Linked DNA regions of Mus musculus: regions 1, 2, 3, 4, 5 and 7 are each linked to region 6. The links are chromatin contacts, called in public ChIA-PET, HiChIP or PLAC-seq and promoter capture Hi-C maps. All regions are on one chromosome and are shown on one strand. The core of a region is the stretch at or near the end of the contact, and the rest is flanking DNA. Distances in the headings are between cores, read along the strand shown.

What was found. Promoter capture Hi-C pulls out the DNA fragments that hold promoters and counts their contacts. ChIA-PET counts read pairs in DNA pulled down with a chosen protein or histone mark. HiChIP or PLAC-seq counts read pairs in DNA pulled down with a chosen protein or histone mark.
Region 1: a contact with region 6 is called in a promoter capture Hi-C map of pre-B cells, with 3 times the contacts expected there. The contact joins the promoter of Abhd8 here to the promoter of Jund in region 6. A contact is called at or near these places in 3 of 39 promoter capture datasets (hippocampal neurons, neural stem cells and pre-B cells), 1 of 484 Hi-C or Micro-C datasets (CD4 T cells) and 5 of 115 datasets of contacts at active chromatin or transcription factors (astrocytes, bone marrow-derived macrophages, effector CD8 T cells and 2 more).
Region 2: a contact with region 6 is called in an H3K27ac HiChIP or PLAC-seq map of embryonic stem cells, with 6 read pairs. The contact joins the promoter of Ankle1 here to the promoter of Jund in region 6. A contact is called at or near these places in 6 of 39 promoter capture datasets (the 3T3-L1 cell line, cranial neural crest, hippocampal neurons and 3 more) and 5 of 115 datasets of contacts at active chromatin or transcription factors (embryonic stem cells, memory CD8 T cells and pancreatic cancer cells).
Region 3: a contact with region 6 is called in an H3K27ac HiChIP or PLAC-seq map of double positive thymocytes, with 4 times the contacts expected there. The contact joins the promoter of Cilp2 here to the promoter of Jund in region 6. A contact is called at or near these places in 2 of 115 datasets of contacts at active chromatin or transcription factors (double positive thymocytes and memory CD8 T cells).
Region 4: a contact with region 6 is called in an H3K27ac HiChIP or PLAC-seq map of embryonic stem cells, with 3 times the contacts expected there. The contact joins the promoter of Bst2 here to the promoter of Jund in region 6. A contact is called at or near these places in 3 of 39 promoter capture datasets (embryonic stem cells, pre-B cells and second pharyngeal arch cranial neural crest), 3 of 115 datasets of contacts at active chromatin or transcription factors (embryonic stem cells and pancreatic cancer cells) and 1 of 9 other capture datasets (embryonic stem cells).
Region 5: a contact with region 6 is called in an RNA polymerase II ChIA-PET map of memory CD8 T cells, with 9 read pairs. The contact joins the promoter of Zfp869 here to the promoter of Jund in region 6. A contact is called at or near these places in 1 of 39 promoter capture datasets (pre-B cells) and 2 of 115 datasets of contacts at active chromatin or transcription factors (bone marrow-derived macrophages and memory CD8 T cells).
Region 7: an H3K27ac HiChIP or PLAC-seq map of thymic regulatory T cells shows a contact between it and region 6, with 6 times the contacts expected there. The contact joins the promoter of Unc13a here to the promoter of Jund in region 6. A contact is called at or near these places in 2 of 39 promoter capture datasets (embryonic stem cells and hippocampal neurons), 1 of 484 Hi-C or Micro-C datasets (embryonic stem cells) and 3 of 115 datasets of contacts at active chromatin or transcription factors (embryonic stem cells, pancreatic cancer cells and thymic regulatory T cells).

The regions. Positions count from the first base shown.
Region 1 is chr8:71,461,066-71,464,998 of GRCm38.p6, reverse strand. It overlaps Abhd8 (abhydrolase domain containing 8), which reads left to right and starts at 1,342. Exons shown (of 5, transcript NM_022419.3): 1 at 1,342-1,533; 2 at 3,027-3,753. The coding sequence starts at 1,524. Mrpl34 (mitochondrial ribosomal protein L34) reads right to left here and starts at 73. Exons shown (of 2, transcript NM_053162.2): 1 at 1-73.
Region 2 is chr8:71,403,952-71,407,890 of GRCm38.p6, reverse strand. Ankle1 (ankyrin repeat and LEM domain containing 1) reads right to left here and starts at 1,879. Exons shown (of 9, transcript NM_172756.3): 1 at 1,794-1,879; 2 at 1,552-1,704; 3 at 1,107-1,212; 4 at 918-1,029; 5 at 142-678; 6 at 1-20. The coding sequence starts at 1,855. Babam1 (BRISC and BRCA1 A complex member 1) reads right to left here. Exons shown (of 9, transcript NM_026636.2): 9 at 3,119-3,696. The coding sequence ends at 3,493. Gm39193 (a long non-coding RNA gene) reads left to right here and starts at 1,880. Exons shown (of 2, transcript XR_870504.2): 1 at 1,880-2,015; 2 at 2,172-2,543.
Region 3 is chr8:69,885,199-69,888,745 of GRCm38.p6, reverse strand. Cilp2 (cartilage intermediate layer protein 2) reads left to right here and starts at 1,354. Exons shown (of 8, transcript NM_026818.2): 1 at 1,354-1,458; 2 at 2,214-2,312; 3 at 2,478-2,750; 4 at 3,203-3,358. The coding sequence starts at 1,395. Yjefn3 (YjeF N-terminal domain containing 3) reads left to right here. Exons shown (of 6, transcript NM_001353930.2): 6 at 724-958. The coding sequence ends at 929. It overlaps Gm33746 (a long non-coding RNA gene), which reads right to left. Exons shown (of 3, transcript XR_379069.4): 1 at 2,476-3,547; 2 at 1,839-2,152; 3 at 362-1,752.
Region 4 is chr8:71,535,519-71,539,433 of GRCm38.p6, reverse strand. Bst2 (bone marrow stromal cell antigen 2) reads left to right here and starts at 1,962. Exons shown (of 5, transcript NM_198095.3): 1 at 1,962-2,306; 2 at 3,000-3,075; 3 at 3,609-3,648. The coding sequence starts at 2,007.
Region 5 is chr8:69,715,455-69,719,067 of GRCm38.p6, reverse strand. It overlaps Zfp869 (zinc finger protein 869), which reads left to right and starts at 2,166. Exons shown (of 5, transcript NM_001039965.1): 1 at 2,166-2,300. Gm51532 (a long non-coding RNA gene) reads right to left here and starts at 1,961. Exons shown (of 2, transcript XR_003947396.1): 1 at 1,315-1,961.
Region 6 is chr8:70,695,609-70,699,580 of GRCm38.p6, reverse strand. It overlaps Jund (jun D proto-oncogene), which reads right to left and starts at 1,842. Exons shown (of 1, transcript NM_010592.5): 1 at 1-1,842. The coding sequence starts at 523.
Region 7 is chr8:71,669,499-71,673,518 of GRCm38.p6, reverse strand. It overlaps Unc13a (unc-13 homolog A), which reads left to right and starts at 1,762. Exons shown (of 44, transcript NM_001029873.2): 1 at 1,762-1,893. The coding sequence starts at 1,872.

The DNA.
Region 1 (3,933 bases), core at 93-2,592, 770 kb before region 6:
AGCGGCGGGTCAATGGTCCGGTCGTCCGGGTCAATGCCAGTTCCTACACTCTGGGCTCCTTGACAATGCCTTCTGGGAAATGTAGTTCTTGTTGCCGCGGGGCCTTCCGGGAGCTGTAGTTCCACACCTGCAGGTGACGATAGTGGGGTGGGGGTTGGGGGATGTCTGTCCTCAGTGGCATGTAGTTCTCCAAAATGACCAGGAGAGGGCGAACGAATGTAAACTCCTGCGTGTGCGTATGACATTCTGTCCCCCTGGCCTTCTGGGAGTTGTAGTTCTTCGCCTCGGCCACTGGTAGAGGGCGCCCCAGAGTGGTGGTGACGACTCTGGCAGCAGTCTGGAGAACTGGCTGCTGGCCTTTTCACCCGCCCTCATTGAAGACGGGCAGCTGGCACGCAGCGGGCTGGCAGCTTCTTGGCGCCCGCAGCCAAGACTTCTCTTGGCGCGCGGCCCGGATGTCCTTGAGTTCCAGCTCTTCATAATCTCGAAAACTCGTGCGTTGTGAATTTGCTCTGGTTAGTTTAATCCTTCAGGCTGGCCTGGGGGAATTTTCTTCCCGCAGCTCAGATCTGGACTCCTGTTCACACACCTTCCATAGCTCTCCACTGTTTAAAGAAGATGTCCAGACAGCCGTGCCAGCAGCCACAGGAAGCCGTACACACCAGCATTTCTGAAGTTCATGGTCCTTACCATGAACTAAATGGTAAAATGGCTAGTTGTGCCTACAAATAATTGAGGCGATGTGTTGAGTACTTATTGTATGTAGAAGGTGTGTAGAAGGGATGGCGACAAGTGTTTGGGCTGCACCTTGAGCCCATGAGCGAACAGCGCGCCAGGGTGGGAAGGTTAGCCTGGGGCTCAGTCTTGGTGTAGCAGAGACCCCATCACTAGGATGCAATTCCCATTCGCTAGTTCTGCAGCAGCTCTGACACTTCTGACACAGCCTCTGGTTCAAATGCCTGCCTTGATGTTTTGTCTGTTTCCCGACCTGAAAGTGTAGAGATTTGGAAGTGTGCAGAACGAGAAGGTCAAGAGACAGAGGGCATACCGCCTTGCGGGAGGCAGAAGCTGGCTGAGGAGACCCTGTCCCAGACAGAGCACATCCACCACACCCCCAAGCTACTCGCTGTCCCTCGACTGCAAGCCCTTCTCGGTCCAGGCTCTAGCCCATCCCTCCCTCATTCCCCCCAAACTCTTCACAGGGGTGGGGCTGCTGCTTGCAGACCGCGCGCTGATCCTGGGAAGAGAAGCCTCTGGTTGGACGGTTATCTAGGCCAGACGGCTCGCCGCTGCCATAGGCCGAGATGCCTGCCCATCTGCTCCAGGCCCCGCCCACGCTGGGTGGGACTTACAGGGCCGGTTTGCTACGCGGCTGCGGGATGCCCCTGCGTTGACCGTCCGGGCCCGCGCCTGTCCGCGCTAATGCGGCCAACCCCGCACCACCATGTAAGCGGCACCTGCAGGTGGACGCTGGCTTCTCCGCCCGGGACCCCTGCGTCCTGCCTCGGGCCCCGGGCCCCTCGATGACCTCAGGTGAGCTGGCTCTGTTCCCCGAGAGAGGAGTCACCAGGCTGCCAGGCCTCCACTGAGGGGTGGGGGGTGTCGCTGCCGGGGGTGGATAACCGCCAAGCTCCGCATTCGTACTGCTAGGATGCTGCGGAACCCCGGTAGCCTTGACCCCACCGCGGGGGTGACGAACTCCAGGGAAAAGCGGGTCGGGCTGGGAAACAGGACTGGCGCTGCGCTTTAGAGAAGCCGCCACAGTCGGGGTTCCACAGCCTTAGAAATGAGGAGCAAGGCCTGCTTTCCCCTCAAGTGCATCCGGGGCTATCACGAGCGGGGTATTTAATGACCATCACTCCAGCGGCGCCCAGGCCGTGATGGAAAAACGAAGCTGGCCCCATCCCTATGCCTCAGACAATGGGGGTGTGCTGCTCCGGTATCCCCTGGAGTTATGTAACCGCCTGTGGTTGTCATGGACACCGGGGGGGGTGGCCAAGGGAACCGGATGGAGGCCCAGAGCCCCCAGTCAGGTTCTGCCTTTATCTTCCTGGCTGCCACTAGGGTTGTGTACCCTTTGAACACAGGATGCTGAGGGCAGCAACCTCCATCAGTTCTCGATACTGTGCAAGTCAGCTCTAGCTCTCTTCTGAACCTGGAGCCGGATACAACCCGAGTTCTAGTGGCCAACATCCTTCCCCCGCCTCATTCGTCACTAGTCAGATTAACACTAGAGGCCTGAGCTAAGAACTTTGACATTTTAGAATAAGAGCCAGGCTTTATGGGCTGTCATCTCACCACCCAGGAGCTTGGGCACAAGGTTGAGGCCAGCATGGACTACAGAATGAAACCCCGTGTAAAAGGTTGGCAGTGATCGGGGTTCACACTAGTCATTCTAGTACTGGCAGAGGTGGAGGCAGGAGGATTGCAAGGAGTTTGAGACCAGTGTACAGCCCAGGACGACAGAATGAGACCTTGTTTCAAAAACAAACCAATGGCATCATGTTGATGCACATCTGTCACCCCAACACTTGGGAAGGTAGAGGCAGGAGGACTGTGGGAGTTCGAGGTTCCCTTTGGTCTTAGGAACACCTGTATGCTCAACCTGCTACAACTCCGGAGGTGGAAGGCAGAGCAAGGTCAGTCTGGGCAGCATGAGGATTTCCAAGCCAGCCTGGGCTACATGAGTTTCTTTCTCAAAAGTAAGCATGCAAACCAGCTTGCATCCATGCTTGCATAAATCAGTGTGTGGATGAATTTGTACATAAAGATACGGATTTGTGAATAAATGATAAACTCCAGCTGGTGGGGCAAGGGTCTCCTTGCAATGGGCTCTTGCTTTAATGTTTTCTCCTTCTGGAAGCCCCCCTCCCCCATGCTCTCTTCAGTATTGTACTAAGGGACACCCTGAGAACTTGTCTGGCATTGGGGTGTCTGGGGAAACCTGGAAGGGGCTTCCAGGTCCTGCTTACCCGATGCAAGACCAGAGCCACCAACACTGAGCTAGCCACTGTTCCTCTCTCCAGAACACACCATGCTGACTGGGGTGACAGATGGCTTTTTCTGCTGCCTGCTGGGGACTCCCCCTAACGCCGTGCGGCCACTGGAGAGTGTCGAGTCCAGTGACGGCTACACATTCGTGGAGGTCAAGCCAGGCCGGGTGCTGCGGGTAAAGCATGCGGGGCCCGCGCCCATCCCCACGCCGCCACCACCACCTCCTGAAGATGATCCAGGGGTCAAGACGGGCCTTGTGCGCTGCCAGCGCCGTATCACAGTGTACCGCAACGGGAGGCTGGTGGTGGAGAACCTGGGCCGAGCGCCTCGTGCCGACCTGCAAGGCCGCAGTGGCTCCGGGGACCCGCCTGCTGCACTCGAGGTTGAGCTGGCTGAGCCCGCAGGAGGAGACACCCGGGCCAACCCAGGCAGCGGGCGACGGCGCCGCCCACGGCGTCCGAAGAGGACCATCCACATCGACTGTGAGCAGCGCATCACCAGCTGCAAGGGTGCGCAGGCTGATGTGGTGCTGTTCTTCATTCACGGAGTCGGTGGCTCACTCGCCATCTGGAAGGAGCAGCTAGACTTCTTTGTGCGACTCGGCTATGAGGTGGTGGCACCTGACCTGGCGGGCCATGGAGCCAGCTCTGCGCCGCAGGTGGCAGCTGCCTACACCTTTTACGCATTGGCAGAGGATATGAGGGCCATCTTCACACGCTATGCCAAGAAGCGCAATGTGCTCATCGGCCATTCTTACGGGTAAGATCCGAGTGGGATGCTCACAAACCATTCCCTTCCCCCTGGAGCTAGGTTGAGACAGGGCTTTGTGTACCCCAGGCTAGCCTCAAAAATCATTATGTAGCTGAGGCTGAACTTGAACACCTGGTCCTCCTGCATTTACATCCCAAAGACTAGAATAAAAGCCTTCTATGCTACCCC
Region 2 (3,939 bases), core at 630-3,129, 710 kb before region 6:
TTGGCTATGCCCTACATCAGCTGGGGAGGGGAAACGGATTCAGGGTGGAGGACAAAAGCTGGTGAGGGTGGTTTATCTAACAGCCAAGGCAGGATTCCTGGAGTGTAGCCAGACTCTGAATACCACCACCTAAGGACTCACCACGGCTAGCCTGGGCTTCCTGCAGCCGCCGTAGATAGTGTCCTCTGGTGAAAGGTGTGACGGGTCCAGGGCTATAGCCCAGCGCCCGCAGGGCCTGGAGGAGCTGCAGATCCGACATGGGGGGCACCGAACTGTGGGGGTGCAAAGCCCCCAGATCCCCATCACCAGGCAGTACGGGTTTGTCCGTGTCCCTTGCAGTCAATGTCAGGACCTGCGGCTGGCAGTTGGGTGCTCCCTTCCCAGCTGACACAGCCCCACGGGTTACCCACAAGCCAGCCACTAGCTCCAATGCCCCCCCAGGGCGCCCGGGCTGCAGAGAGTCCTCCACTGCAGTGACAAACGAAGCATCGCTGCTGTAGTCTGAGTTCTCGGTGGCCTCAGAGCTCTGGGGATGCACAGCCACCTCTACAGCCTCCACCTCCAGCTCAGCTCTATGCACGTGCAACTCCGAATCTTGAGAAACTCCAGAAGACTCTGCTAAGGCAGGTCCTTGGCATGTTTCAGTTTCAAAGCTACCCTGGGCTACATGAAACGTCTCTGCATATAGATGTATAAATGTATGGATAAATAAGTAATCAGATATAACACAGATATAAACAGGTATGATATAGACATGATAAATGATATAGGTGCGAGATGACTGACAGGTAGGTAATTGGCATGATAGTTATGTGACCGATAAGATAGACCATGGATAGTGATTGACACGATAGATGTACAAACAGAACTGGGCCGGGCAGTGTGGTAGCCCGGTACACCCCCTCAGTTCCTCTCACCTGTGGGTTCTCGGGTCTCATCAGGCTGGGTGGGCGTGTCCAGCTCCTGCAGCACTCGTGCGCAGTTGTGGTGTCGCTGCTGTAGTGCCCAGTCCAAGGGCCTGAGCCCATCCTGTGCAGTCACCGTCAGCAGGGGGCGTCCTTAACCCACCCTCCTGCCACCCATGTGTGCCTGCGCGGGGTACTGACCTGGTCCCGCAGTGTGGGGTCACCTCCTCGGCTCAGCAGCAACTCCAGAGCACCACAACAGCCCCACGCGGCAGCCACATGCACAGGCGTCAGCCCCTCCGCGGACCTGGGATCCCCAAAGACAGAGGAGAGGTGTGCGGCGTTGGTTCCTTTCCTAGGCAGTCTCGCATAGCCCAGGCTAGCCATGAACTCCTGCTCCTCCTGCCTCAGTTCCCCGTGCTGGGATGACCGGTGCCCACTACCATGTGAGACTCTAATTCACGGTCATCCTCTTGCCTCAGTCTCCCAGAGTGCCAGATGACAGTTATGGGACACCTTGTACCCGACCTTGGAAGCAGACATTTCCATCTTAGACCTGACTGACGCCTCGGACCCGGAGCCTGACGTCCAGTGCCGCTGTCCCAAGTCACGCCTACCGCACCCAGGGACCCGGGCCGCGCCTCACCGAGCATTGGGATCCGCTCCCCAGCGCAGCAGCATCCGAAGGCAATGCAGGGCGCGCGGGTGGCTCGCTCTGGCTGCCAGGTGCACCGCCGCAGCGCCATCGTCCAACACCAGGTTGGGGTCCGCTCCGAGGCGCAGCAGCTCCTCCACAGCCCTGCAGGAGGACGAGCACAGTAGACCTCAGACCTCCTGACCACCCGGGGAGCAGAAGGTCGGGTAGCACCCGGACCCGGCCGCCCTCACCGCGCCTCCTCCTCGCGTAGTGCTGCTAGCAGCCTCAGAGCCAAGCATGCAGTATCGGCCATGTCCCATAGGAGTCACCGCCCTCTGCAGTTCAAATTCGCGCGGCAACTGTCTACGCACGCGCAGCCACGCCCACCTCTGCTTCTGGCCCCGCCCCACGCCGATCGGGATTGACTAGCTGCACCCTACGTCCGGAGCAAGCCAGAGGGACTCCAGGGTTTGGTGCGTACATCTGGGATGCCAGGAGAATTACAGCAAATTCCAGGGGAGCTGGGGATAAAGAGCGGGGCCTCTCTTTGTCTTTAACAAAACAAACTCCTGGATACCCCTGACGGACCTCAAGGTATTCAAAAACTTACAGTCATTCTCCTGTCTCAGCCAACCGAGTGCTGGGATCAGACTCCCGAGGAACAGCATGGCACAGCTGAGTTGGCTGTAGCTCTGTGGAGTAGAGCTTTGAGAGGACCAGCGAGACGGCACAGCTGGTCAAGATGCTTGCTGCCAAGTCTAGTGACCTGGGTTCGATACCCAGAACCCACACATTGGAAAGAAGGAACAGGCGGACTTCGACACGTGTGCCTGGGCCGGGAGCCTGCACAAGCACACGCACGTGTGCACATACACATTAATTAATTAAAAAATATAAAGAGCTTCATTTTCCTTATTTGCAAATGGGAGTACAGGGCTCAACACTAAGTGCCCAATAAATGCAAAGGCCAGAAAATCAAGCTGACCTACTTTTTAAATTAACTAAAGTGTGTGGGTGTTTTGCTTGCATGACCAGAAATGGGGCATCGAATCCCCGGAAAGTGGACTTGTGAGACCCCGTGTGGGAGCTGAACCCGGGTGTTCCGCAAGAACAGCTTGTGCTCTAAATGGCTGAGTCATCATAGGCTCCTGGCCTATTTTTTATGCACCGTTTGATCCAGTGCTTCCCAATGCGGGCCCTGCTAACCTAGAACTGGCCTCCTCATGTCTCAGCCGCCTGTATCAAGGTGAGCCCAACTCCCACCCACTGCCATTTTGTTTTCTATAAATGGAGAAGGTGGACAGGTTGAACCTCTGGTCTGACCTGGGGCTGGGGGGTTCCTGGGTTTCCCTTCCTCTTCTAGGGCGCACACCCTATGTCCCCATCCTTGCCTAGGACATCAGGGTTCCAAACCCTAGGCAGTGATTGCTCATGGCGAGACCACATGGCTACACAAGTTCAATCAGATCAGGATACTGAGATTGGGGGTGACAGGTGTCATCAGAACCCACTTCCCACTTGGAGCTGGGACTTTTGTGTATCTAGGAGGTCCCAAATATGACAGCCATACCAGTTCCACTTTCAATAGATCTTCCCTGTTTCTGGAGGACTTTCTGGATAAAAGAACATCTGGAGTGGGTTCTGTAGGATGAAGAGGAGTTTGGAAAGCGCAGTGAACACCAGCCTGTGGGTTACTCGGATACAGCTGAGCCTGAAGCCATACACCACTGCTTTGTTTAGTGCCTGTTTTCTGTGACATTAATAACAGGTCTCAGTGAGCCCAAAGTGACACCAAGGGTGGGCTCAGGGACCTCAGATTTTTATTCCGGTGACAAAAATAGTCCCAGGAAGAATGAATTTACAGTGGACAGAGTGGGATTGAGCATGGGCCAATAATAGTGTGCCTGCGCTCTCCTCATAGGAGGGTGCGGAGATGTCACATGTCATAGTTCACACAGTGGCTTCCTCTTCTCCAGCCTCCTCGTCCTCCTCCAGCAGGCTGTAGCTCGCGTGGGTCTGGCAGGGTCTTTGCAGCGGGTGGGCCAGCAACTTGGCCATGCAATTGTGCAGCTCCAGGGCAGGACCAGCAAGTGCTACCTCATACTTGTAGCTGGCGCCCTTGGTGTCCAGGCTACCCATGAAGGCAAACATGTCCTGTGGAGGCAGTGCGGACTGGTTAGGGTGATCATCAGTGTGGGAGGCACTGCGGGCTGTTCAGGATGATCATTAGTCCTTACAGGCCCTCCCTGTCCCTGGAGGCCTTCCCAGAGGAAGTGACATCTAGAGTGGCCACAAACTATTGCAGTCAGCAACAGTTCCCAGCATTCTATAAGCGCAGTGTGTGGCTTGGAGGCAGCTCAGTGGACACAAAACTACCTCAGAAAGCTCAATGCAGCA
Region 3 (3,547 bases), core at 105-2,604, 810 kb after region 6:
ACCACCAGTCCTGTGAGCTCACTCGGCAGAGGCCACGCCTGCCAGGCCAGAGCTGCTAAGGACAAACAGCGCTCAGCCTCTCGTGGGGACTGCGTGGGGGTGTCCCCTAGCTACACTGCTCCAGGACAATCCCCGACCAAAGCCGAGGCATATCTAGTCCTAGGGGGATACAGTAGGTGGTCCCGGAAAAGTGAGGGATTCTGCAGTTGGAAGCCTCTAATCAGAGAGAGGAGCCGGTGGCTCTGGTTAGTGCCTGAGGCAGGAGAGAAGTCCTGGTTGCTGGTTCGTGGACTGGGTGGAACCGAAACTCCTGGTGGTTTGGGGAGAGGGCAGAGTCCTAACAAAAGTACCACGAGGTGGGTCAGAGAACCAAGATGTCTCAGGTCGGAGGGGGAAATCAAATACGATAGGGATGTGGGGGCACAGTTTAGAAGGAGGGGGGTCTCGGGTCACAGTACAGGGTGGGGTAGAGAGGCTGAGGTCAGACCCGAGGTGGGTGAGGAAGGTCTGATTTAAGCAAGGCGCGGTTCCTAACCTCTGCGGAAGGAGACACGGCTCAAGGCAGAGGCTGGGTCTTGGCAGACTAGCAGTGGAAATGGTGTAGTCGGAGGGTGGAGGCGGTTTGCGGTTAGCAGGTCTGACCGCTACCCGCGTGCGTGGAGGGAGGCAGAGCAGACTTGGTCCCGGGCCGGAGGTCCTCAGCTCCCCCTCTTCCGCCCTCAGGCTGGGATGCGGAGGCTGGCGGAGACGCAAAGGACGCGGTGCAGCCCGATGTGCTGGTGTCCCTTGCAGCGCCCAAGAGCTGCGCCGGCCGCTTCTCCGGACGTCTCCACTTTGTAGCCGGCAGGTTCGTGCCTGATGACGTCCGCCGAAAGTTTGGCCTGCACCTGCCAAAATATACTGGCACCGACTGCGTGGCCTCACTGTGAACCGCACCAATAAACATCTCCACCACCTCTCCCCTGCCTCTTTTGTGTACCAGGCCAGGGGGTGGGCGGGTGGAGAGGAGACTTCCCTCCGGGTTTGTGGGGAGGAGCTGCGCCGTGGAGTTTCTTAGAATGGAGAGCAGACCCCTGCTGGGGGGTGGCCTCCAGTACTTAGGACCGAAGTTTAACAATATAGAGAACGTCCAGCATCCTAGGGCGCCAGCAGCTTCAAGTTTCAGACCAGAGGGAGCCAGGCACACAGCACGGGACCCAGTTGGAGAAGGAGGGGGGAACGCAGGACACCGGGCAAGGGCAGTCTAAGGGCGGAGGTACCGCGGGAGGCTTAGAAGACCCAGTCTGGTGTGCGGGGGCGTGGCTTGTGGCCCGTTCCGCCCTTTTAGGTCCAAGCAGCGGCTAGGCCCGCCACAGTCAGATCTCAGAGCTTCGCAGAGCAGTTCGGACCTGGCGATGGCATCACCTCTGCCCTTGCTCTATCTCTGCCTTGCCGCCTTACACCTAGCGGGAGCGCGAGGTGAGATACCTTGGGAACCACCCCCTACACACACACACACACACACACACACACACACACACACACACAAACAAACACACCAGGACGACAGCCGCAGGCACAGAAGCGGGCGGGGGAGCACCTCATGAGCGTCCCAGAGAGCCGGTGAAAGAAACCTCTTCCATCGTCGTCCCAGGAAGGTCCACTTGGCCAAGGCTTTGAATTGTAAATCATCAGGTTTCCAAATCTGTGCCAAGGGGTCGTAGCTGTCTCTCCGCGGGGCTGGTGACAGTCCTATTTCTCAGAAGGCTGGGGCTCCAGGAAGAAGGGGTTTGTCTGAACCTGTCTGCCTTCCTATTCCACCCCGGAAAGATGGAAGGCCAGAGAAACCAAGGACTTACCTGTTGGCACCTTGCGTCCCACCTAGAAAGACCCGGGAGAGTATATGGCAGGAGGGGACTTCCAGGAAGAGACTGCAGCGGTCTGCGGGTAGAGGCAGAGCCTAATACACTCGACTTGTGTTTGATGAACATTTGAGCCTAGAGGTGTAGTGGGACATAGAGTCGCCAGATCTGCGGAGTGACAGGGCTTCAGGGTCCGCTGCTAGTAATGGGAAGGCTTCCTGGAGTGGGTGCTGCTGCAGTCCCCGGGGCTAGAGCTGGCCTCTCAGATCCTCAGTTTTATATCCCGTGAAATGTGGTAGTCAATGTTCCCCCTGTTGCACCAAAAGAGGGGTCTCAGTGGTCCCTATCTTGTGCCTCCTCGAACTCCCACAGATGCCACCCCCACCGAGGAGCACACTTCAACCGCCAGGGGTCTTCAGGGACGGCCGCCAGATACCGGCCAGCCCTCGCCAGCCCTGGAAGATTGGGAGGGTGAGTCACCTCAGCAACCCGCCTGTGTGATCTGGGCCTGGTGGGGTCAGTGGGGAGGGTAGGGAGAATGAGGAGTCCTTGGACATCACAGCTCCTTGGGCCTCAAGGCTCCAAGCTGGAGAGACTAGGGAGGTGGGACCCGGGCTCAGCGTGCGATGCTCACAGAGGCCAGCGAGTGGACGTCGTGGTTCAACGTGGATCACCCGGGAGGAGATGGCGACTTCGAGAGCCTGGCCGCCATTCGATTCTACTATGGTCCCGCGCGGGTGTGCCCGAGACCACTGGCACTGGAGGCGCGCACCACCGACTGGGCGCTACCAGCTGCAATGGGCGAAAGGGTGCACGCCAACCCAGAGCGTGGCTTTTGGTGTCTCAATCGTGAGCAGCCTCGAGGCCGCCGCTGCTCCAACTACCACGTGCGCTTCCGCTGCCCACTGGGTAAGGGGGGGACCCATAGGCCTGGGCGGGCGGGTACAGTACGACCCTAAGGGGCAAGGCCCAGTGATGGCAGGGCACGGGCGTGGCTTAGAGAGGCACACCCATCAGCACAGTGAGGATGCAGGGAGCTGTGCCCAGATTGTAGTAGCTAGTGCACTAACATGCCAGGATCCCATTGGCCCATCCTGAACAGCTCGGTGTTGGGGATGCCTTAAGCCTCATTGTATTGAAGTCCGATGGGGAACAGCAAGGTTAATTAGGACCGCATCTAGCAAGAAGGGGTGTGTGTGTGTGTGTGTGTGTGTGTGTGCAGGTGAGCTCTGTGCAGAACTGCATGCAGTCTGCCCCTGCAGTCAGGGAGGGTGTATGCCGGGGGAACAAGACCCACATAGTTTAGAAAGCCCGCTGACCAAGGTGGGCAGATGCAACTCATCTCCCACCTTGCTCTGCAGAGGCGGCTTGGGGCGCTTGGGGAGCGTGGGGCCTCTGCTCCAAGAGTTGCGGGCTAGGTCGTCGCCTGCGCCGCCGCAGCTGTCAAAGCTCCTCTGGGGACACGTGTCCCGGGAGCCCCCAGGAGGCGCAGAAGTGCGTGAGATCCCGTTGTCCAGGTAGGAGGGATGGGGCCTGAGGAGGGGATGACCAGGGGTGGAGCTTACATAAGAAGGGGTCCAGAGGACTGGACCAGTTGAAGTGGAGGCCATACACACTCTAGGGAAGAAGACTATACAGAGGGGGTCGGTGGATGCTGGGCAGGCATGGGAAGACCTGAAGAGTTATTTCACCTAGTGTGCACACTA
Region 4 (3,915 bases), core at 713-3,212, 840 kb before region 6:
CCGAGACTCACCCTCCCTTTGATTAATAGCCAATGCTTCTCTGGTGCAGATGGCTCCTGCCCTTGAAGGAAGCAGGGACCAATATCCTTGAAGTGATAAAAAGCCCACTCTTGGACTCTGGGAAAGAAGCAATTAAGTGTTCCCAGACAGCTGTGACCAGTTTGTAAAATGCACTAGCTTCTGAAAGTGTATTTTTCCTTTTTTCTTTTTACTTTTCCCAGCTCAGGAAAGTCCCTTTCCAGCTGCACCGTTCCACCCCACTGATGTAATCAGGTTTGAAGGATGGCACTTCCTTATCACCTCCCCAGTCAGGTAATCCCAAAGTTTGAGGATCCCAACTTATGCATGTGCATATACATATACATATACATATACATATACATATACATATACATATACATATACATATACATATACATATACATATACATATACATATACATACACATATATTCCAAGCCCCAGGACGAGAGCATCTAATTCTTAACCTTTGAGTAGAGAAGGCTTGCAATCATATAACAATAAAGACTCTCTTTGTTCTTGCATCAAACTCGAAATTCCTGATGTTGTTCTGGGGTTCCTGAGAACTGGGCATAACATTGGCATTTCATCTAGGCTCCGCCCCACAGTTACCTGGCAACAGCCAGGTGTGCCTGACTCACTATAAAAGGGGCTGCTTGCCTCTTCCTCTCTTTTCTCCTCTTCTAGATCTTGCTCCCTTTACCCTCTTCCTCCTCTCTCCCCATTCCCCTCCCACCTCTCTCTCTACCTGTTCCCGGCTAGCCTCTACTCCTCTACTCTCTCTCTCTCTCTGCCTTTCTCTGTCTCTACTAGGCCCTCAACTCCCCTCCCCATGCCCTAAATAAACTCTATTCTATACTCTACATCCCATTGTGTGACTGGTACCCTGGGGGCCTCAGCCTGGGCCTGCAGAAGCACCCTCTTCCCCCACACCATACCACACCCCCATCAAACATATCCCTGGCTTCTTTTTCTTTTTATAAAACACAACACCGAGTCCTCCTATGCAAACTGGTCTTCACAAGGACAGAAAACGTAATCTCTCCATATACTAGTGCTTTGGCCACACAGTTTCAGTCCTGAAGAGAACCCCTTGACTGAATGTGGTCTGCCCTATGTGTCCTCAGTAAAGACTCCATAGTGTTTTGAGGTGGGTACCATTCAGGACATTCAGCGGAGCCAGGGAGGATTCCAGAGTAGTGGAGCACACCTGCCATCCCAGCACTCGGGAGGCAGAGACAGAAGGATAGGAAATCAAGGACAACCCCTATGCTAACTCCAGGTCATGCTTCATGTCACTTTTGCCCAAAGCCAGGCCAAGCCCTCTCTGAGTGCCTGGTGCTCACTGAAACACTCCTTTTTTACCCCGTTCACAGAGGTTTTCCCGCAGGCAGGTTTTCCCCGCCAGGTTGCTCCTGATGCCAGGACAAGAGCTGGGAGGCACACTTTGCTACCTGGCCAGGCTTGGTTTCCTGCCCGCTGCTCTGTAGCCACTATTCTCAATATACAGATTCTCAATAGCTCCCACGATCCTTTCGTGAATGGAGACCCCTGACCTCAAACCTTGGCCTTTGGTCTTCAGTCCACAACTGAACCTTGAAGTCTTAGTTCCCCTTCTAGGAGACCAAACCGACAACCGGCCTGTCTCTGCCTCCCAAGTGCTGGGGTTAAAGGCGTGCGCCACCACCGCCCGGCGGACAGCCACTGTTAAGTCGAGTCCCAAGCCCACAGGCACCAGGTGACTGGCCAGCGAAGGCCAAGAATTTGAGTTGAATTCCAGAAGTTTCTCTTGCTTCTAGGGGCATTCCAGGAAAATGAAACTGAAAGGCTGCAGTTTCTCCACTAGCAGTTTGCAACCCGGCGGCTCTAGAATTGCGTTGGACTCCTGAAGTTGCTATTTGCTAGAAGCAGTGGTGGGGCGGGGTTATGCTAATAAGGGCGTGGCCTGGAAAGGGTTCCTGAGCCCTCTAGGATCGACGGATCACATGGCGCCCTCTTTCTATCACTATCTGCCCGTGCCCATGGATGAGATGGGGGGGAAGCAAGGATGGGGCAGCCACCGGCAGTGGCTGGGGGCCGCGATCTTGGTGGTCCTGTTCGGGGTTACCTTAGTCATCCTGACAATCTACTTCGCCGTCACAGCGAACAGCGTGGCCTGTAGAGACGGGTTGCGAGCGCAGGCTGAGTGCCGGAACACCACGCACCTGTTGCAGCGCCAGCTCACCCGCACCCAGGACAGTCTGCTGCAGGCCGAGACACAGGCAAACTCCTGCAACCTGACCGTGGTAAGCCTGGAATCCGTCCCCTCCAGTGGCTTTGAAACAGCCAAGCAAGTCCCCCACCCCCACCTCGAAGGCCAGCTACTAAAGACTGAAATCCTGGGAGACCTTAGAACTCCCTACAGCTCTGCAATCAGGGGCCTCAGTATCCTCCCTTCCTTTGGTGACTCTCCAAACTTTGTGTAGAGTGCTTGAGTTGGAGAGCTCGAACCTGACTTAGGGACCAGCATTTGGCTTCACTGGGATATCACTCAGCCCTGATTGAATTTTTTGAAACAGGGTCTCCTAAATTGCTCCGGCTGTCCTAAAAGTCACTCTGTAGACCAGGCTGGCCTCAAATGCTGCCTTTCAAGTGCTAGTATTAAAAACATGAGCCACCACACCTAGCAAATTATTGAAACTTTTAATATGTCTCTGAGAGACCTTGTCTGGGAAGCCCGGTTCTGCTGTGTGTTTGTGTAGGAGAATATCTGGAACTTTCTACTAGGGGTTAACTACGAAGAGTTTTCAAACTCCTATGTGGGCACTTAAAATTGCCGTTTTGGAGATTACACCTTGGTAGGACTGGGTGGATACGGAGAGTGTTGGAGGGGAACCTGAAAGGGGCTTTGCTTGAGAAGGTCTCAGATGCCTTTGCCTGGAAGTTTCCTAGGGGCCAGGACAACAGCCAACCCATGTTTGTGCCGCTTTTCTGATCAGGTGACCCTTCAGGAGTCCCTGGAGAAGAAGGTGTCTCAAGCCCTGGAGCAGCAGGCCCGCATCAAGGAGCTTGAGAGTGAGAGGGGGGCAGGGGGAGGGGGAGGTCCAGTGGAGCTGGGAGGGAATAGCTTAGGCCTCCAGGTTGGGACTTGGGGAGAGGTGCTGACCCACATGAAGGGGTGGCAGGGTCATGAGCCCACTGCTTGGAAGTTTGGTTTCTTCCCAGAGACAGACAGAGTGCCAGGGATGAAGGAATAAAGCTTGGGGAGTGGAAGTAGGGGTTTATGTCAGCAGAGAGCAGAGGGTGGGTAGGAAGAACGTTGTCAGGAGGGTGGAGGCCACAGATCTGCTGGGTTTCCCAAGTGTTCTCTAAACTGGTGCTTCTACAGCCCTGCAGAAGGCCTTAGGCTGGCCTTCCTTTGATTCCTTTCTCCTTATTACCCCACCCCCACCCCCTCTGCCTGACCACACTGGCTGCTGTGTGGCCTTGGTGGTTAGATGCATCCCAGGTGTTCCCTTGGGGTGCTCTGGCTGTCCCCGCCCTCTCCCCCTTCTGGCTGCTCACTTAGCAGCAGTATACCGACCAGCCCTCTGCTTGTGTCATCGCAGATGAAGTCACGAAGCTGAACCAGGAGCTGGAGAATCTGAGGTTAGAGACAGCTCTCCCTGCCCACCGCCACCCACTCCCCTCCAGACTGCACTTCCTTCAAAAGCTGGGCTCCACTTGGCTCACACAGTCTACAGCTCAGGTGTGAGCTGTGAAGAAGGCCTAATCAGGAAAGCCTACACCACCACCGTGGGGTGTTGAGGACCTGAGGCTGAATACCCAGCACCCACTTACAGATTGGCTGGAATTATATGATTGGAGCTCCATTCTGGAGGACAGACAGAAATATCCTGGAGCTCACTGCCTAGC
Region 5 (3,613 bases), core at 917-3,416, 980 kb after region 6:
TGAATTTCATGTGATTGGTTTTTCTGCATGTATGTATGTGCACCGTGCATGCCTCTTCCAGGGAGGTCAGAAGAGGATGTTGGATCCTGTAGGGCTAGAGTTACTGTGAGCCATTATGTGGGTGTTGGAAATTGAACCCAGATGCTATGGAAGAGCAGTCAGTGCTCTTAACTTTGGAACTATCTTTCCAGCCACCTCCCCCAAGTATACTTTATTCATACATATAGATTGTGGAGCAAAACTGCACAACTGCAAGAGTGCATTTATCCTTCTAGAAATGGACCAGCCAGCATACATTTAGCTGATTGGTTCATATTAAATGATATTAAAGAATAAAATCTTTGAAGTTTCTATGAAGAAGGCTCTCAGATCCTACCTGGCCTTGTTAGTAGTGGCCTACAGCACAGAGGGCAAGAGGGAGTTAGCTCAGTCAAGCCTACCAGGTGGGTTGTGAGTGACCCTCAGTGGAATGGGGCTAGTGAACGTGCATGTGTGCATGTGTGGTATATGTGTGAAGTTAGCCGTGTAGGTGCATTTACACAATGGAGTACTACTCAGCTATTAAAAAAGAATGAACTTATGAAATTCCTAGGCAAATGGATGGACCATGAGGCAGCTTCTCTTGGGCAAGAATCTGGAGTAAATCCTTGGATCCCAAGTGGATGAACTCCTAATCAGTTTGATTTGATCCAGAGCCACTCTCCTTAGCTATCTGCTTATTTAAAAATTAGCTATCTCCTGTCTTCCTTCACTATTCTAGTGTGGTTTGGTCATTTCTGTGGCCTCGTGGATACAGGCATCTTCAATGTGTAAGGCTCCTTCAAATACTGAAAGATCCTGGCAGAATGTAAAAGGACACAGAAGCCCTGAAATTGGCAAGATAGACGTCAGTGTTAGCAGAACTAGCTTCACTGATTTAGAAAAATAGAGGTGCACAATGCTCTGGCCACTTCTTGAACCTGTGTGTCTGCCAAAGTTCTGACCAGGTGTGTGCCCATTGCTGCACCTTCATTAGACTCTTTCCTTGTACCCCTCCCATACCCATTTCTTGAGAATAGACATTGTTTAGATCTGGAAATCCCCTAATCTCCCCCTTCTCCTTTCCCCCCTGAGGGCCTATAAAAACTGGGACCTCTTTCCCCTCGAGGACAACTCCTCTACCCCTGCGTGGGATATGAGTCGTCCCCAGAGCTCTGGCTTTCCCCGAATAAAGCCTCATGTGGTTTGCAACAAGCTCGGTCTGTCGTGAGTTCTTGGGTGTCCGCTATTGTCCTGAGGCCTGAGCGAGGGGCTCCTCTCGGAGTCTTTCAATACCTTCTGTTGACCTGGAGTAGTCTGTGATTGATACTGGAAGTTTTTCAGGAAGTATATCCCGAATTCCTGGTTCTTTGGCTTCCACCTCCTTTGTTGGGATTGCAGGAAAAGCAACACCACCTTGGTCTTGGAATGGGTTCGCTTCTCTGCTTAAAAAGAAAAGGTGCAACTTGTTATAATTGAGCAATCTTTGGCGTGACTTGCTGAAATTCCTGAAACCCGGAGGACATCAAGTCTTGTTTCGATGTGATAGGGGTTGGGTTGGGCCCTGGTCTAGTTGTGAGGCAAAGTGATCACTGCCTTGGGGAGTGTATGTAATAGACTGTGCACAAAAACAAGGCTTCCAAGAGGAAGAACCTTAAGTACCTACTGAGTGCAAGAAGACAAGCTGTGAAAGTTCTGGGATGCACAAGGAAGTCCTGCTTCAATCAGATCGTCTTGAAGCAGACTTGCATGAACTTGGGTGAAAGCCAGAGTTGGGAAGGTCTGTGTGGTCCACGTCTTTTAATTTCAGTTCATCCACTTATGGGAGCTGTCATTCAGATTTCACTAGCCAATCAGGGCCCTGAGGGCAGGACATTCATTCACAAGGACCAAGCGAAGCTGTTCCTGTCACTCAGGCCCTCGTAGGGCAGTGCTAGCCAATCAGAACCTTCAGGCCAGGCCACTCACTCAAGAGCGCCTAAAGGAACTGCTTCATCATTCAGGGCATGCTAGCCAATTAGAGCAATGGAATTGAGTCATCCACGCAGCTGCATCTAGGGAACTCCTGTCAATCAGACTTGTGGTGCAGCTCTAGCCAATCAAAGCTTCGGGGCAAGATGTCCAATCAAGAACACCAGACGAGACGAGAGGTGGGTCCTATCCGCCGCCATGCTGCAGATTCTGTTCTTAAGCAGGCATCGCGTGGTCCCGTGAGCTGCGGTGTGATCGCCGCTGCCGGGAGCTGTAGGGGGAGCGCAGGCGAGCTCAGCAACCGCGCCATGGTGAGCGCGGGGCCGCTGTCCCCGGATGGGGAGGAGCGGTCGGCTGAGCCGCGTGAGCCGGGGTGATAGGTCCTTCCCGGGGTTGGGGGAGCGGTGGGACCGGCCGGCCGAGCGGACACCCTGTGCGTTCCACTGGGCGACGTGGGCCCCGTCACTGGCCAGTGCTTGTCTCGGAGGACTCTAATCACTTCCGCTTTTCCAGCCATGTCTGCGCAGAGCGCGGGGAGCGGAAGACTCCTCCTAATCAGGGGGTAGCTTCCGGGTTGGTGACGTCACCGCCCAGTGCTGGCGCCCTGTTTGTGCTTTTGGTGTCGCACTTATGACTGCTGTGTTCTCTGCGCTGTGGTCTAGACGTTGTGGGCTTCGTAGGTCTAGCATCAAGTGTGAGTTAATTTTGTGAAATTCTCCGAGTCTTTGTCCAAGAGTTTCTTTCGGATGGTGTCCCAGAAACAGTTCTAGAAAAGATTGTACTACTTTATCAAAGGTCAGCTTGTCTCCTAATTTAAAAAAAAATTTTTTTTTGTGGATCTGTTTATTCTTCCTAAACAGTGTGTTGTCTTGTGTATTTGATTGGAAATGTTACGAGTGTGTTGTGGGTTCGTCTACATTGTGCTAACCATTTTGTGTGTTTTTTTAAAAGTATTTTACATATAAAATTCAGCAATGTCTTTTATGTACCTGATAAGAACTTTTTAGCATTTTGTGGGAATTATCTTAAATCTGTAATTGAACCTGGGAACTGACATTTTTCTGATTGTGTCTTCTGGTCATGAGGATGTTATATCAGAAACAGACAAATATGTTTGTGTATTTCCACAATTTCATAATTTACTGAATAGAAAGTAAAAAGGTGTCACGCCTCTGGTGGTAATCTGGCCAAGGCTATTTTTCCAAGATATTTTATATTTCCAAGATATTCTATCCAAGGTTCAATTTTTCCAAATCCTAATTATTAATATTTTTTCATATCACACGGTAAATATATAATTATATCCACATATGCTGTTTACACAACCAGCATAAGTTAAAGAGGCTGCAGCAGAGTTCAGAGGGTCCCAGAAGTTGGCGAAGAGAAATGCAAGCAGTGTTTCAGTTGATGAGAGAAGTTAGAACACACGACTAGTGAGCCACAGGGGGAGAGCTTTGAATGAAGCCCGAGGATGTCAGGTTTGAAAGTGGCTGTAGTGGTCTATATGATATGAAAGGCAGACTGACTGGTCCTGGTGAACTGACAGGGACTCAGTTGAATTGAAGCTGCGTCCCTGACTAGATCCTTGGCTCACACAGGTATCAGATGATAGGCTGGTTTCAGG
Region 6 (3,972 bases), core at 593-3,092:
TGGCGGCCAGGTCGGCGGGCGCGGGAGGCGCGGGAGCCCCTGAGGTGGCCGCGGTGGCCGCACCCAGCTGGCTTTGCTTGTGCAGGTCCTCCAGCGCCTTGACGAAGCCTTCGGCGAACTCCTGCTCCTCGCTAGCTGCCACCTTCGGGTAGAGGAACTGCGTACTGGTCGGGGTAGTGGTCACCAGCCCGTTGGACTGGATGATCAGCCTCTCCAGCTCCGGCGACGCGAGTTTGAGCAGCCCAAGATCCGGCGAAGCCAGCAGCCCGTCGGGGGCGCCGTCGGGGCGCAGCGCAGAAGGTGCAGTGGCCGACCCTGGTTTCAATCCCGCCGCTCCCTGCTCCGCCAGGCTGAGCGTCAGCGCGTCTTTCTTCAGCATGCTGCTCGTCGGGGGCGCCCCGGGGAAAGCGCGGCCCGGGGGCGCGAAGCCACCACCGCCGGGGGCCCCAGTAGCACCAGCGACGCTCGACGCACCCGCAGCCAGGCCGCTCAGCGCCTCCTCGCCATAGAAGGGCGTTTCCATCCCCACCTTCCCCCGCCGCGCTCGGCCCCGGGGCGGGGGGAGTGGCCGCGGCCTCCCCGGGGGGCCCCGTATGCCCCCCAGTCCGCTGCCCGTACAGACCGGCTCCGATGCCGGCCGCTCTGCCCCGCGCCGCCCGCGCGCACTCTTATAGCCTCGGCCCCCGCGATGAGCTCACCGCCCCCGCTCGCCATTGGCGCGAGGTGACGTCGTTGATTTGCATAAAGGGGCGGGAGCGGGACGCCCTCGCCTGGTGGCGGCCGCTGTTGCCAAGAGCGACGCTCGCTACATGGCACAACAACGCGCTGCATTGTGGGTTGACGTCATGGGGGTGGGGCTGAACGCGGTTTGGCCGGGTCACCACGCCCAGCTTGGATTGCCGGGCAGGCTCTGTCCCTACCCTGCTGTTTCTTGCCTCTCCTCCCTTTCTCTTCCTCCCCTCTTTACTTCCCTCTAGATCTTGCCTCTCTGTTTCTCAAACTGGACCTCATCTGTGCGTCTATCTCTCCCCTGTCTCTGGCACTTCTGTGGCGTGATGTGTGGAGCCTCATAAACCCAGGCCCTCTGTGAAGCCACGCCCCGCGTCACGCCCACCGAAGGCACGCCCCTCGGGGGCCGGGCGCCGGCCAGGGTTCCTCCGGCTGGGAGCTGGCAGGTGTGGGCAGGAAGGGGGAGGCAGAGGAGGGTCCCTTGGAGAGTCCCCACAACTACTTAGCTCCTTGTCAGTTTCACAGGGTGGAGTCGAACGCCCTAAAAGCTGACCTCCTGCCTTTTCCTTGGGGAAACTGAGGATGGGATGTGTGGAGTCCAACTGCAGCCAGGGTAGCCATCAGTTGTAGGTTTTTTTCTTGATCTCGGTGAAAAAAAATTTTTTTAATCTTTGTTTTGGGTCAAGACAGGATCTCATCCTCTAGACTCCGCTATTCATGAACTTAACTTCAGTCCCCCTGTTTCATATTCCCAAGTGTGGCAGTAACAGGCCTGAGTCTCTTAACCTCGGCCTACAGATCTCGGTTTTTATTTTACATGCTGGTGTGTTTGTCTGTGTGGTTGTGTATCTGTGTTTGTCTGTGTAGGTATCTGTGCTTTGTGTGTGTGTGTGTCCAGGAAGGTCAGAGGAGAGTTGGGAGTCTGTTCTCCCCGGTGTGGCACTCTGGCTGTCCGACTTGGGTGCAGTCACGTTTACTTTCTAAGCCTACCCTATGGCCCTGGATTGGGACGTTTTGAAACAGAATCTCACTCTGTACCCCAGAATGACCTCCCGAACCCCCCAAAATCTCACCTCAGGCTTCTGGATGACTAATATATGCCATTGTGCCTTGCTTCGGTTTCAGTTATTAGGACACCCTGTACCCTAGCTGACCAAGACTGAGGGTGATTTCACTGCCTCAACGTGAAAGACGTGCCCATCACCTCATCTTAGCATGAGATTTGAGTCTTGGGTTTGTTGAGTTTTACTTTGTGTTTTGAGCAAGGATCTCTCACCTTCCAGCTGGGGCTGGCTGGGAACTTACAGATGTGGACCTGCTAAGTGCTAGAGTTAAAGGGCACTATGCAAAAGCTGTAACCCAGGTTGACCTGGGGCTCCTGCTGATGGAAGTTCTGGGGTGAGCTTGTGGGGTTTTTTTTGTTTTGTTTTGTTTTTGCCTTTGTTTTGAGACAGAATTTTTCTGTAGCTCAGGCTAGACTTGAGAAGTGATCCTTCTGCCTTCTATGTGCTGTAAGGACAGGCATTTACCACACATTTGTCCTCCCAAGGACAGAACTAGGGTGCCAGGCCTCTGGACAGCCATGGCAGTACACGTTTTTACTCTTGACTCTTCTAGAGCCTGAGGTGGGTCCCAGAGTGGAGCCTGCAAATGAGAATCCGGACTGGTAATTACCCTCTTAATTAGTACAGTATGCCACCAGGCCTGATGCAGGCTTTTCTGCTTGCTGGGAACGGAGGTGGAAGAGGTGGGAGCAACAAGTCCCAGCACACTCAACACAACCCTTAGAAGACCAGAGAGGAGTCTCATCCCTTCTCTGTGACTCCTCTCCAATCTGTACCCCATTGGAGCTCCTTTGCACCTCAGGACCTTCGCCCAGGCCATTGAGGCCTCAGAGGGTTCTCCCCCCTCCCCCCAAACCCCCGCCCGAGCCTTGACCAGTTGTTGCCTCAGAGAGCCACACACCCAGGTTTTATCCCCTTTTGTAGGCAAGTGACCATCCAGAAAGATAGAGTGGACTCTCCCCTCACCACACACGTGGGGTTTGCGCTTCGCGAGCCATATCCCAGCCAGCACCCCCTCCCCCGCCCCCCGCCAAACGACTGAGCCAGCTAGTGCTGGCCCAACGCCAGCCAGCCCCCGGCGCCAGGCCTGCCTCTCCCCGGGGCCGTACGGAGCTTGGCGGAGCGCGCGAGGCTCCGCCCTGACCTTGGGACTTGGCCTTGGCGGGTGGGGGATGGGCGGGCGTGCGCTCTGGAGGCGGTGGTTTGAGCTGACTGGGGACAGGTTTACGTACCAAATTAAGTTTTACCTCTGTTGAGACTCACTTTCCCTATCAGGCAAGGAGAGCATTTTGTAGTGGCATGGAAAATGTAAAGAAATAGTAAGACCTGAACATTTTTGGTTGCTTTTCGAGACAGGGTTTCTCTGTGTAGCCCTGGCTGTCCTGGAGCTCACTCTGTAGACCAGGTTAGTCTCGAACTCAAAGATCCTCCTGCCTCTGACTCCCGAATGCTGGGATTAAAGGCGGGAGCGGCCTGTCCTGACTGACTTTTTTTTTTTAATTGTATTTCTGTAGGAAAAGGGCTTGTTGAGAGGCTGGGGAAGGACCTCAGCTTTCAGAGTCTGTTCTCTCCCATTCTGTGGGTCCTGTGAACTCAAGTCAGCTCTCAACAAGAGCAACAAGAGCCTTTACCCGCAGAGCCATCTCGACACCCCATCAGTCATTCTTCAATTTTATTATTTGGAGAAACTTAACCTGCTGGTCTTGGGGTGCCCTTAGCCTCTGGGAAAAACTCCTACTAAACCTTCAAAACAACTGCAATAAGGAGTGGAGGGATTCAAAAAGTCTCGGGGCGCTGGGTTGGGCTGGAGGCCATGCAGTGCGGCTGGTCAGTGGGTGGCAGAAACAGCGCCCACTCTGGATTCTGTTTTCGCTTCTGTCTTCCCTGGTCAGTGTCTGGGGAAGTGACTTGTACGGGACGCATGGCCCAGCGTGGAGACTGTGCACCCTTCACATTGAACCTGAAATCTCGTGGGTGGGCCTGTGTTCGAATCCCCAGGTTCTCAGGAACCCTTCCACAGTGCGAAGATAAATTTGACTTTTCTAGTTTGCGTTTTCAGTCTTTCCTTGATCAGGCAGAAACCAATGATCAGCTTCATAAACCGGGAAGACAGAAAGGGGGCCCCTGGGAGTGGCTGAGGCAGAGAGGGGACTGTCCCAGGAGTGTGAGGGCAGAGCTT
Region 7 (4,020 bases), core at 513-3,012, 970 kb before region 6:
GGCAGTTCACTCAGGGCCACCCCTATAAACAGTGAGGAGGAGTCTAGAATTTACACCAACACATAATTAGCTCAGCATGTGAGCAAGCATGAAGGTCACTCTGCAAAGGGGGAAGGGGGCAGGGGAATTGAGCATCTCAGTGGTTAGGAGTACTGGCTCCTCCAGAGGACCCAAGTTTGATTCCTAGCACCCACAAGGTGGCTCAGCACCACTGCAACCCCTGTGTCAGTGACCTGACACCCTCTCCTGGCCTGTGTGGGCACCAAGCACTGAGGTGGGACACAGACATACAAGCAGAACAGTCACAAATGTAAAATAAATGCAAATAAATTTTAATTAGAGCAGCAGAGGGCTGTGAAGATGGCTGGGTAGCTACCATGCTCCTGAGGTGCCTAAGGGAAGTGGAGGTGCCAGGGTGGCCGCCATTCTGTCTCCAAAGCCTACAGGAGGAGCTGCTGATACATACCTCCAGGCCCTTCTCCAGGAGCTGCCAGTCTAAGCTGTGAGCTTAGGGCCAGTAAGACACTGCTACCAACAGCTACAATGATGAATAAGTGACCTGTGCATGAGGAACAGCATCCAGGGTTGTTCACTGGGCTTACATGCACAGGTGTGTGTGCTCAGACACACTCACATACACACACACTATCAGATACAGACACATACACTCAGACACACAGATACACAAACACACACTCAGACATAAACACATACAGACACACTCATACACACACACTTATACAGACACAGACACACAAGCACAAACACACTCACATAGACACATACAGACACACTCACACACACAGACACATGGACACACACAAACATACTCACATGCACACACAGGCACATGCAAACTCTGTCTTACACACACACACACACACACATTCCACACATGGAAAAAAATCAAGAAGCTCTGCACAATATCCCAGTGAGCTCCTCCTGCCAAGCCTGAAGCCATGAATTCTATTCCTGGAACCCACATAGTGGAAAGAGAATCAAGTCTGGAAAGTTGCCTTCTGATCTCCATGGGCGCTGTGATATGTGTGTGCCTCATTTCTACACACATAAACAATGTAATGTATAAAAAAAATTTTAGATTTATTTTGCTTTCTGTGCATGTCTGTGGATGGTTGGGAGCTACCATGTGGGTGCGAGGAACAGAAGGCTGGGGTCTCTGGAAGACCAGCTGGTGCTCTTAACCTCTGGGCAGCTCTCCAGACCCAATAAACGTGTGTTTTTTGTTTGTTTTGGTTTTTAGAGATAGAATCTCACTATGCAGACTAGGATGGCCACAGACTCGCAGAGATCTATTACGTCCATGGCCCGCAAGAAGTAAAGTTATAAAATGGGCAGAGATATGTGCCTGTGGTAGAGTATATGCCTCATACGGGGAAGGTAAGGCACATGTCTCGCAAGTGTCAGTACCCGGATTAAAAAACAAACAAAAAAACCAATAAACAAACAGCTTCCTGCGGCACTGAAGATGGGGAATTGACAGCAAATAGCAGTTCTGTTACCCAGGAGAATGTAAAACAAGAGCACAGGTTAGGTGGCTCAGAGAGGAAATAGAAACGTGGAGACCTAGGTAGGTGGAGCACGGACAGAAATACTCATCGAGGCTGAGCCAGAAAGCAAAGGGCTTTGAAACAGATACGACCTGGCCTGGACTCCCCGCAGTTTACGAGCCCTTTAAGGCGTCTGCCCGGCCCCGCCCCGTCACGCGTCTCCGGCTCCGCCCACGCCGCAGCGTCAGAGCGCGTCAGGCGCTGTCCGCGCCCCCGGTGCTGAAGCGACATGGCCGGCGGCCGGGCCCCGGCATAAGCCCTGAGCCCCGCGCTGCACCCGCCGCGCTCTAGCCGCCTGGAGTCATGTCTCTGCTGTGCGTGGGAGGTAGGTTCTGCGTGGACGCGGGAAAAGTGCGGGGTGTGCGTGGATGAGCCGAGTCGGGCTGCACAGCAGGGGGACCCCCGGTGCGCGCTTCAGGGCGCACTTGGATCAGCCCTAGGTGCTCTTCCTGTCACTCACACGAGTGGATGAGGGACTCGGGGCGCCTGTGTAGACGGTTTATAGGCCCTGGTTGGGGCTGAGGAGACGGCGGACCGTGCGCGCGAGGGTGGGGCGTTTAGGGGTAATGGGCCCGGACTGAGCGTAGGAGCAACCTCTCCGATCCCCAGTATGCCCTAAACAGTGCAGCAGGCTCCGCGGAAGCTCGTGGCTCCCTCTTCGCCTCACCCCTAGGGCTGGAGGAAGGGAAGGAGATGTGGGGGAGCAGCTATTTTGGGGCCAAAACGCCATCTGCACCGAGGCCCACGCCCAGGCCCACGCTCCGCATTTGGAGAGTAGGGAGGGAATAACGGGAGAGGTGTGACCCCTGCACCCCTCGAAGTTCCGGGTGGGGCTAGGCACGGCTGCCAGGTAACTCTACAGCGGGAGACCTTGGGCGACCGACTGGCCATGTAGCGATGCGTGCCGATACCGTTGTGAGCTCTAGGTTTGGAGGGTGGGGGGTGAACCCCCTACTCCCTTTCCCCTTCCCACCTCCAGGAAGCTGTGTAAGGAAGAGGGCGAGTCTCCATCCCCTCAGAACCCAGGCGGCGGGAGACCTGGGCGGCGGTGTGCGGATTTGAGCTCCGCGGCTGTGTAGCCCTAGATGGCCCCGCCCCTCTGCCCCTCCCCCTCCCTGTCCCCCCCTCCCCCTCCGCTCGCTGCTCCATTCACAAACCCGGCCCAGCCCGCCCGCGCCCCGCGGTGCATCGCTCTAGTCTGTTGGACGCGGGTGTTCTTAAAGGAGCAGGAACTCTTTTCTCTGACCCTGTGCCTCGAAGGTTCCGACTGCCCAGGATTACTGGGTATCCGCGGCTTCCAGACCTGGGAAGTAAGCGGAGCTGAACGTGAAGGGGATCCTCACCTCGGGAGCTCCCTGAATCCCGTGTCCTCCCATCCTGCCTCCTGGGGCGGGGGGGGGGGGGCGCGTCACCCCAACTCTGACGCAAACCGGAGGCTCAGCTGTGGGGGTGGAGGGCGTGCAGCCTAAGAAAGGAGGCTTCCAGAAAGCCAGGCCCAGGAGACATTTGTACTGAATTCCCTGGATACCATGGTGGGCAGAACAGGGAATGAAGGGTAGGGCTCTGGGGAGAGGAAACAGGCAGAGAGGTAGGGAGGTGCAGGTGGGGCCTGAGTGGGGCGCTGGGCGTGGTAAAGCTGGGCCTGGAGGTGTCCAGTGGACCTGAACTCACCCTCACAGTCAGGGAACACCTTCATTCCAACCACCCACGACCCTCCCCACGGACGCTTTATGGCTAGGGCTGCCATTGGATATATGGGGGCTCCAGGCTCCTCTGCAATGGAAGCTTCCATGTTGCAGATACAGATCTAGATTGTACACACAGGATGCTAAGGAACGTTTAGTATATACACATAGATAGGCAGGAGCTGAGGCTCAGTATGCATAGTGCTTGCTACAGTGCTCATAGCTCAGTTGGTACAGTGCTCATAACTCGGTTGGTATAGTGCTTGCAGCTCAGTTGGTACAGTGCTCATAGCTCAGTTCAAACAGTGATGCCCAGGATGCACAAAGGCCTGTGTTTCATCCCCAGCACTGCATACATCAAACCTGTCAGCACATGCCAATCACCTCAGAACTTGGGAGGCATCGGCAGGGACTCAGGAGTTGAGGCCAGCCGGGGCTAAACAAGCCTTGTCACACATACAGAGGAAAATGTAGGAAAAAATATCCCTTCCCATCTCAACACAGGCACATACTTGACCACACCTCCTGAAACACACTTGGTCACAGGCAGATACACTACGTACATCTTAGACCTGTGATCTCACCTGACTGTATGTAGGTATGAGGAGGTCAAAAAAACAATTTGGGGTGTCTGCTCTCTCCCTCCTCCACTGTGTAGATCCCAGATGCCTCGGCCATTAGGTTTGGTGGCAAGAAGTCTGCTGAGGCATCTCCCACTTTGTTGAGACAGACTCTCTTACTGAAACTGAGCACACAGATTGGCTGGC